2 separate regions of the Mus musculus genome follow, and region 1 is linked to region 2. The links are chromatin contacts, called in public promoter capture Hi-C maps. All regions are on one chromosome and are shown on one strand. Each heading gives the region's core, a stretch centred on a gene start, on an enhancer-like site or on the middle of the called end of the contact. The rest is flanking DNA. Distances are from core to core; before and after follow the strand shown.

Region 1 (4,414 bases), core at 1,261-3,760, 2.3 Mb after region 2:
TGTGCCCCTTTTCCCCCACCTACAAAATAAAGGATTAAAAATGGCTGGATAGAGCTCAGTGGGAGAGCACTTCCCTAGCATGGGGGAGCACTTGCACAAGCTTCTGAGTTCAATTCCCAGCACCACCAACAAAATAAAGCAAAACAAAAGGAAATGAAATTGAAGCCCAGACTTCCGTGTACCACCTAAACAACCTGCCCTAAACGGGGCTGCACCGGCACACACACCATGCTACACAGCGGCCTCATCATCCTGCCCAGCTTTAGAAACCAAGAATGCTTCATGGCCTTTCAGGCCTCAACCCCGTGGAGAGTCTAAAATCTAGCCCCAAGCCCTGCCACCCTCCAGGGCCCAGGCCTGAGACATGGGGTGTGAAAGCCTCAGGGAGTTCCCAGGCTGGGCTCACCAGGATGACCAGACAGTTACAGATGACTCAATGGCCAGCTATTCCCACACACATGCCAGTGATGTTTAAAGAGGTTCTAGAGGCTGCAGAGAAGGCGCAGTGGTTTAGAGCACTTGTTGCTCTTCCAGAAGACCCAAGTTGGAGTCCCAAAACCACATGATGCCCCATAACTGTCCAAAACTCCAGTACCAGGGAACTCTACACCTCTGCAAGCACCAGGAACACATGTGGTGCACAGACACACATTCAGGCAAAATGCCCATACACATTGAGTAAAATAGTAATAATCTGAAAAAGAGGTGCTAGGACATCATATCATAGTTTTTCAAATAGATGGATAATGTCAGAAAGATGCCCTCTAGGCATTGGGGCTTCACATAAAAATTTAAATAGTAGAAAATACATCTTTCTTATCAATAAGTGTGTGGCTTAAAGGTCATAGCCACTAGACACATTCCCACCATCCTTGTCCCTGATTCTATCAATCACGCCTCTGCCTTTCCCTGGGCATCCCAGGACTCAAGAGGCCCATGTAGTCTCCTCCAGTGAAGAAGCCCCTTCAGCCAAGCCTGGAATCTGACAGTACACAGCATCCAACTGTTAAACGCAACCTGGACAGAGCGAGCCTCAGGGTGCAAGGAACCCTGCTCTGTTGTCATCTCTGACCTCTAAAGAATAGGAAGAGGCTACTTACTTGACCTTCAGACCCGCCAGCATGGTCTTGTCAATCCTGCCAAGAGAAATGCAAGGGTTTCAGTCAGTGTGAGGATGCAGGCTCCCTTCTGCATCTGTCCTACAGGGAACGCGGCTACAAGACAAATCTCCAAACCAGGAAAGGAAGTCTCAGTTCCATGAAGAACTGGGCCACACATACTTCTTTGGGAAGCTTTCCTGGATGGACTTTCACTGTCAACCTGATACCATCGGAAACTATCTAGAAAGAGAATCTCAGCAGAGGAATTCTTTAGATCAGCTTGGCCTGTGAGCATGTCTCTGAGAAATTGCCTTGATTGATAACTGATGTAGGAGGCACCAGCCCACTGTGGGCAGCACCATTACCTAGGCAGGTGGTCCTGAATTGGTAAGGAAGTTAGCTGAGGACTGGAAAGATGCACTCAGAAGTTAAGCACACATGTTGTTCTTCCAGAGAACCCACGTTTAATTCCCAGAGCCTACACTTGGGTGCTTACAACCATCTGAACCTCCAGTTCCAAGAACATCTAACAGTCTTAGCCTCTGTGGGCACTTGCATTCATACACACATACCCCCACATAGGCACATACATATAATTAAAAATAAGGAACTGTCGGGCATGGTGGCACACGCCTTTAATCCCAGCACTCAGGAGGCAGAGGCAGGCGGATTTCTGAGTTCGAGGCTAGCATGGTCTACAAAGTGAGTTCCAGGACAGCCAGGGCTGTACAGAGAAACCCTGTCTCAAAAACGCTCCCCCCCCCAAAAAAAAAAATAAGTATGCCTATGCCTATGCCTGTCTGCCTGCCTGCCTGCCTGGCCAGCCAGAAAGCAGCATCCTGGTTCCTGTCATGCTTCTTTGACTGTGAAATGAGCTCCTTGGTCAGAGATAATGCTGTGTGCAATAGCAAGCTGGCCTGTCTTCGTGTTCCTGCCTTGACTCCTCTCAGTGACCCTTTCTCCCCTAAAGGTGCTCTTCTCAGGGTGTTGTCACGGCAGCAAAAATGAAACTGGAACAGAAAGAGACCAGAACACTCTGCTTAGAGATGGAGAGTAGGCTTCAAAGAAGTGAATCTCTGGTCGGGTCTGACTCTAGACCAATGGTGACCCCCAGCCATAAAATTATCTTCACTGCTACTTCTTAACTGTAATTTTCCTACTGTTGGGAATCATAGTGTGAATATTTTTGGAGATGGAGGTTTGCCAAAGGGATCTCAACCCATGTGTTGAGAACCGGTGCTCTAGAACTTCCAATACTCTGTGTGGATGCCACGGGAGATAACAGTACCCCGGCCACAGGAATGCTCCATCAGGCAGGTCAGAAGCCAACAGCAGACTCCAAGGAGAGCTGCAGGTTGGTTCAAGCTGGGAGCAGGGAAGAGCACATTGGCTGCAGATGCACAGCATCACTCCCCGCCCCTGCCTGCACCACCTTCTCTGGCAAAGGAGGCAGTGTGTGAGGTTCTATTTTTACCCCCACATATGCCAGCCCTTATGGCTGGAAACGGAGGTCCCTCCCCCCATCAGAGACACAGTGGGCAATGGTCTCCCTGCATAAGTCTTTTATTGACCAGAGGTCACTTCACCCATGTCACCATTGTGACTGGTGCCAGCACCATCCCTTAATGGTCACCACCACCCGAATCACTTCCATAGCCAGTGTCATCACTGTCACTCACAGTGTCCTTACCACCATGTCTCCATCACACTGGTGTCAGCATCATCATTAACAGTCAACACCATGACAGCATTAATCACCCCAGTCACTACTGGTGTCATCACCCACTTCATATCATACTTCAAGTCACCACCATTACAATGTCATCCATCATGTCACCATCATGACCAGTTTCACCACTACCACTATGTCTTTATCTGTGTCACCACTGATATCAGTGTCTCCCCAGAGCCACCACTACCTTCAATGTCACTGTCACCGCCATTGTCTCCACCACCACTAGTGTTGCTATCATCAGTGCCACCAGCACCTCAAAGAAGCTTGGCACCCTGAAAGTTCACTCAGGCCTCAGTTTTCCCAGTTCCTTCCCATAGGCAGGCTCTCAGGGAAAAGAGGGCAGAGGCGTAAGGGGTCCACACGGCAAGTGCACAGATGCCCAGACATTCCAGGCTGGCATTAAGCTCTGAGCTGTGCTAGAGCTTCCCAGTAGAGAGTAGGATCCCCTTTCTCTGAGGATCCTCCAGCACCTCATCTCAGTCCCTAACAGCAAAACCAGATACAACACCAGGGCATGTGGCCTCTGTTCCTCTCTGTCTCTTCCTCAGCCCTACCTGGGCTCTTTCCTTAAGGTTTCCACACTGAAGACAGACCCTCCTGCCTTCCTATTCAACCTAACAGAGCCCCATATCTATGCCGTTGTTAGAACCCCACCACCACTACCACCACACTCATAGCCAGAGCCATCCGATGAAAACAAGCCCACGCATCCTACATCTTCCCTAGGAATTTCTCTTAATTATTCTAGCAGCCCTCTGCTACAGCAGGGGTCCCCACTGACACATGGTGAAAGTGAGGCCCGGGAGGAAAGCTGTAGTTTGGGCAAGGCTGTGAGGTGGGGGCTGGTCCTTTCAGAAATCCAAGTCCCCAGCTTTTCTGTTTCCTGAAGCACCTCACTCATTTTACCATGACAGAATGCATTGACAACAAACGGAGCCTTTGGAACTCCATCTGAGGTCAACTTCCGCTGTCTGGGAGGATCTGGGATCCAGGATTCCACAGCTCCAATCAGCTGCATCCCCTCCCAGCTGCCAGCTGTGCCCAGATGACTGCTACACTGCAGTCCAGACCTCTTTCCTAATTTAACGCTATGAAAAGTCCTTTGCGTCACTCCAGACTCAATGGGTCTCACCCTATCGTTGCATTGGAAACAACCCAGTTATCCCAATAGCATCTACTGAGCATATGTTCAACATGCCAGGAAGGTCCTTGCTCCCATGGTGAGCCAGATAGAATCAGGCCTGTCACCCTAGAACCTAGTTTAGAGGACAATGTGGCTAACATATAAAGAGAGTCCCTTGGACATAGGTCATTCTCCCCACTGCTGTCTTTGCCTCTGACAGCTGTGGGTGACACACTATGCCCCCTGCCTTACCTGGCCAGGTTTAAACCATCAGCCGGTTTTGCTTGGGAGCGCTGAAGCAATCTGATGCACAGAATTGCTACTTGTAGGGGCTGGACAAAAAATAGATCAAAACAGTAGTGACTGGGAAGAGAGTTCAGTCATTAAAGTAACTACTTTGCAAGCTGAATATCTGAGCTGGAGCCCTGGACGACACATTAAAAATATATATATATA
Region 2 (4,197 bases), core at 255-2,754:
CCGGAATGATCCCCTTTTACTCCCAGAATCCAGTCACCCCATTGTACCCATCAAAGCACCCGGGGCCCGGAGAGCAAAGGGTCTTGCTGAAAGGCACAATGTGAAATGACTAGAAGCCCACCAGGGGACACCCCTCTCCTCTCAAAACCTTCCCTGAAGAGAGCCACTGTTTCTCAAACCTGCCTGTGGAGGGGAAGCAGGATCCGAGCAAGGTTTCCTGTCTGGGCTGAGAGTGAAAGGGTAGCCACATAAGGCTTCAAAGAGCCCTGGCCTCGCCAAACTGGCTGCACACAGCCTGACAGAGCCGGGGCCAGCGCTCCCGCCCTCCTCTGCTCTGCAGCCAAGGCCATTCATTCTCTCCCTTCCTCCCAGGAGCACCAGGAGGCCAGGGAATGGGACTCAGCTTCCCCAGCAACCGAGAGCCATGCCACCCAAGGCGTGAGCTCTGGGAATACGTCCTGCCTCCTCACACTGACTGCCTCAGCAGGCGGTGGGCAGTGCCCGACCTGCCTTTCAGGCTGCAGCAGGATTTGAACTCGAGAGTGGCTTCCTTGGCTTCCGAGCTAGAAAGAAATATAGATCATAGATGGGGAACCTGAGCTTCAAATATCAAGGCCAGATTATGGCAAAGGCATGATCCACTCTGTTCCTGTAGTTCCCTGCCTGAAGGCATCTACAGCTAGGAAATCTCTCTTTCCTAGAGAAGAGGCACAGAGGGAAAGAAAGCCCAGCCTTCAGAGTCTCTACTAGCTCGAGCATTATCTTTGAGCTGGACTAGCGTTGGTTGTGCACTCTGGGAGGAGATTTTGAGTCAGAGGCTAAGCCTGTCGAGGGGTCTGTGTGGTTCAGATCTGTTCTAACGTCCAGGTTTCCGTGTTTGCCCGGACGGCTCTTGCGCCCTGAAATCGGTGCACTCTAGGACGTGTTCACCTTAGGGTCTGTGCGTCCCTCGGATTCTTTGCAGAGCACCTCCTATCTGGTGCCTGGAGCGTCTGAGCACGCGTCCCAGGGGAGCTCGTCCCCACGGAGGAATCTATGCGTTCCAGCTCAGCGTTCCCGGGTTCCGTGCCCGTTATTGCACTGGGCACCCGGATTCCGCCAGGCTGCCCAGACACGCAACTGACCTTGTCAGGTATCAGAATGACGAGTGGAAGCATCAGGATCGGGGTGAAGAGCAAAATCGCAAAGGACTTGAACTTGGTCACACAAGTCTTCGCCGAATCCATCGCGTGAAAGGGAGACTGACTGGAGGGAGAAAAGATTGCGAGGCAGCTAGAAGCTTCACGAGCTTAAAAGGGGGACGCGCGGTCCCACCGGATTGGGGGCGGCTACAACTCCGCCCCCCATTGCCAGGCCTCCCTGCGGTCCTGGGGCGGAGCCACCCCTCGGGGTCTGTGGGGAGTGTCTGTCCCAGGACTCTGCCACCCCGCGGCAGAGTGAGGCGTTTGCAGATTTCAGTGCTTGGCACCAGCCCTCTATGGAGAGGACTGGACCCTGGCACCTCACCACTTGCCAGCCCGTTGGCGCTGCTCTGGTCCTCAGTACCATGCAGGGTGTGCCGGTCATTCTGCCAGCTTAAGCGTGAGGACCCTTTGTGTACTCTCACCTGCTCTCTCCTGGACTCCGGAATGTCCCAGATGAAAAACACCAGCCTGTAGGATTCTCAGGCTTCTCTCTCCAAAGCGTTCTCCTTCTCATCCCTATCCCGGAGGGGCGTCTCCTAGAGGCGATGGCCGAGCCCTGCGCCACCGCGGTCTTCTCACCTCCAAGATCCGCTGGCTTCCTCCTAGCGTTAGCCCGACTCTAGACATAGAACCCATTTCCCTCCTCGTGCCGTCTCCTACCCAGCGCACCGTAGGCGCTCTAGAGGGACCGCTAAGGAAGGCGGTCACTGTCCTCGCAGACCGAACGACTTTTACCCTCCAGCGAACGCGCTTGCGCAGGCCGGCCGTCTTTGCCCAGGCGCGGGTAGTTGCTGCCGCCCACTTACCAACCACCTCGCTAGTACCATTTTATGGTGGGAGACGGGGCCTTAGAAAAGAGGGGGCATAATCCTGCCAACCATCATCGAGGCATTCGTTCATTCATTAATCCTCCCCTTAACAGACCTGTGTGTAGTACCTGCTGTGCTAAGTCCTGTTTGGGACACCAACACAAGAGGGTGCAATGACATTATTGACACTTCGGTGAGTTCTTTCTCTTCTGCCTGCCTCTCATTCTCCTCTGGGGAGTCTTATCCACAGGCTACTTGACACATGGCTGAGTCCAGATTCCTGTACAGTCAGCTCTCACCACTGATCAAGATGCTATCTAGTTGCTGACATGGTTAGCGTGTTTACGACTAGGATGGCTGCTTCTGTTCTAAACATGGAAACCATCGGCGTACTCTGAACTATATACAACAGAGACCGACTATTAGCACGGCACTTACACTGTGTGTTAGGTGTTGCAAGCAATCCAGAGATGAAGTAAAGAATAGGTTATATGCAATTGCTACGAATTATATGAGACTAACCTCTCCTCCCTCTTCTCCACCCCTAGCCCTGCCACCACCACCACCAGGAAAGAACTACTGAATTCCCCACCTTCTCAGCCTGTGAATGTCGAAGGCCCTAAAACAGAACACACATTTGTATCAAGATTTTTGACTCTGTTCCTGTGACCTGCCTGTCACCTTGCCCTCAAGTCTGCAACTGCCTTCTTCAGGCCCTCTCTATTTTCGGTTTGTTTGCTTGTTTGCATCTATGTGGCCCTGGGCCCATCCCTTCCCCCAGGGCAATTAAAACTAGAGTTCCTGCTTTGGGGTGTGTGTGTGTGTGTGTGTGTGTGTGTGTGTTTCAAGACTCTATGTGTATGAGTATTTTGCATGCATATATATGTGTGTATCATTTGCATGTCTGATAACCCCAGAGTCAGAAGAGAGTGTCAGAGTCCCTGAAACTGAAATAATAGACAGTTGGGAACAGCCATATGGGTTCTGGGAAATGAACCCAGGTCCTCTTCCAGCAAGAAGAGTGAGTCCTGCTGTTAACCATGGAGCCAGCTTTCCAGCCTTTTGGAGTTTTTATTTAATCTTCGTTTTATTTATCACCATGTGCCCACTTAACACCCTTTACCAGGCCTCATTCAGGACGTTCACTCAAAGTCTGGGATCTACGATGCTGGTCAACCATTCTGCTGTAATTTAAGTGCTTTAAAGTCTATAAAGTGTGCGCTGCAGCTAAATGCCTGAATCCATACTCTGTCCCTGTGTGGCCTTGGTGGATGTTTCCATTCTGGATTCATCTTCTCATATATAGAATCAGATCAACTTTGATTCCCAGTAGTCGTTTTAAGACCCCCAAGTCAATGTTCTGAGTGTTTAAAGTAGCTCTGTGGCTTACAGTCAGCCATCAGTGGCATTCGCCCTTGCAATAATATGGGACACACTGTGGGTATCCTTGGGCAAAAGATCTTCCAAGTTCGAGGAAGGCTTCATAGAGGGGGGCAGCATTTGAGTGGAGACTTCAAGGTAAAGAATTTGCCAGGGAAAGCTAGTCAAAACCATCACAGAGTGTTCTCTCAAACATGGAGCTCAGATTTAAACTGTGTGTGTGTGTGTGTGTGTGTGTGTGTGTGTGTGTGTGTGTATTAACATATAAGGGGTCGTGAGACCAGGAAGATGCTGGAGGAGAAGGAGCACTACCAGAAGTGGAAAGAGAGCAACAGGATCCATAATGTGACATAAAAGTAGAAGGGAGGACTGTCTGGGAAGGGAAAGGAACCATGGGGCGGGGCGCCGCACAGAGAAGGCGACAGGGGAAGGGACAAACAGAAACAAACGGCACACATGCATGAAGATGCCATCTTGAAACCCAGTACCCTGAATGCTCACCCAAAAATCAGTCAAATGTAAACTTCCAAAGGCAGTTTATCCAAGGTCATTCAGGGATGTTGGAAACTAGTGTCACAACAGCAAAACACAAGTCAATGAAGAGTCCGTACCAGGTTCAGGGACGAGCAGACTACCACACAGCTTTTACATGGGTACTGGGAACAAAACTCAGGTACTTAAGCTTGAGCAGCAAGCACTTTACTGAGCCATCTCTCCAGCACCCCGTACCCCACCTTGCAAGGGATTTTTAAAAAATCCAAATATTCAAGCAAAAAAGAAAGTAATCAGGAATAAAGATTATTTTAGAAAACAGTGGATTTTGT

What was found. Promoter capture Hi-C pulls out the DNA fragments that hold promoters and counts their contacts.
Region 1: a contact with region 2 is called in a promoter capture Hi-C map of hippocampal neurons, with 4 times the contacts expected there. The contact joins the enhancer-like site here to the promoter of 1700051A21Rik in region 2. A contact is called at or near these places in 5 of 39 promoter capture datasets (embryonic stem cells, hippocampal neurons, liver and 2 more) and 1 of 115 datasets of contacts at active chromatin or transcription factors (embryonic stem cells).

Annotation. Positions count from the first base shown.
Region 1 is chr11:74,566,116-74,570,529 of GRCm38.p6, forward strand. Rap1gap2 (RAP1 GTPase activating protein 2) reads right to left here. Exons shown (of 25, transcript NM_001015046.3): 2 at 1,101-1,136. The coding sequence starts at 1,123. Among named protein-coding and RNA genes, the nearest start is that of Rap1gap2, 22 kb to the right of the region's middle. Within about 2 kb of position 2,511, at least 18 of the 459 cell types and tissues checked have an H3K27ac peak or open chromatin away from gene starts, as enhancers often do. A contact at or near this core is called in hippocampal neurons, where this site is marked.
Region 2 is chr11:72,265,340-72,269,536 of GRCm38.p6, forward strand. 1700051A21Rik (RIKEN cDNA 1700051A21 gene) reads left to right here and starts at 1,505. Exons shown (of 2, transcript NR_045922.1): 1 at 1,505-2,186; 2 at 2,542-3,217. It overlaps Slc13a5 (solute carrier family 13 (sodium-dependent citrate transporter), member 5), which reads right to left and starts at 1,265. Exons shown (of 12, transcript NM_001004148.4): 1 at 1,125-1,265. The coding sequence starts at 1,226.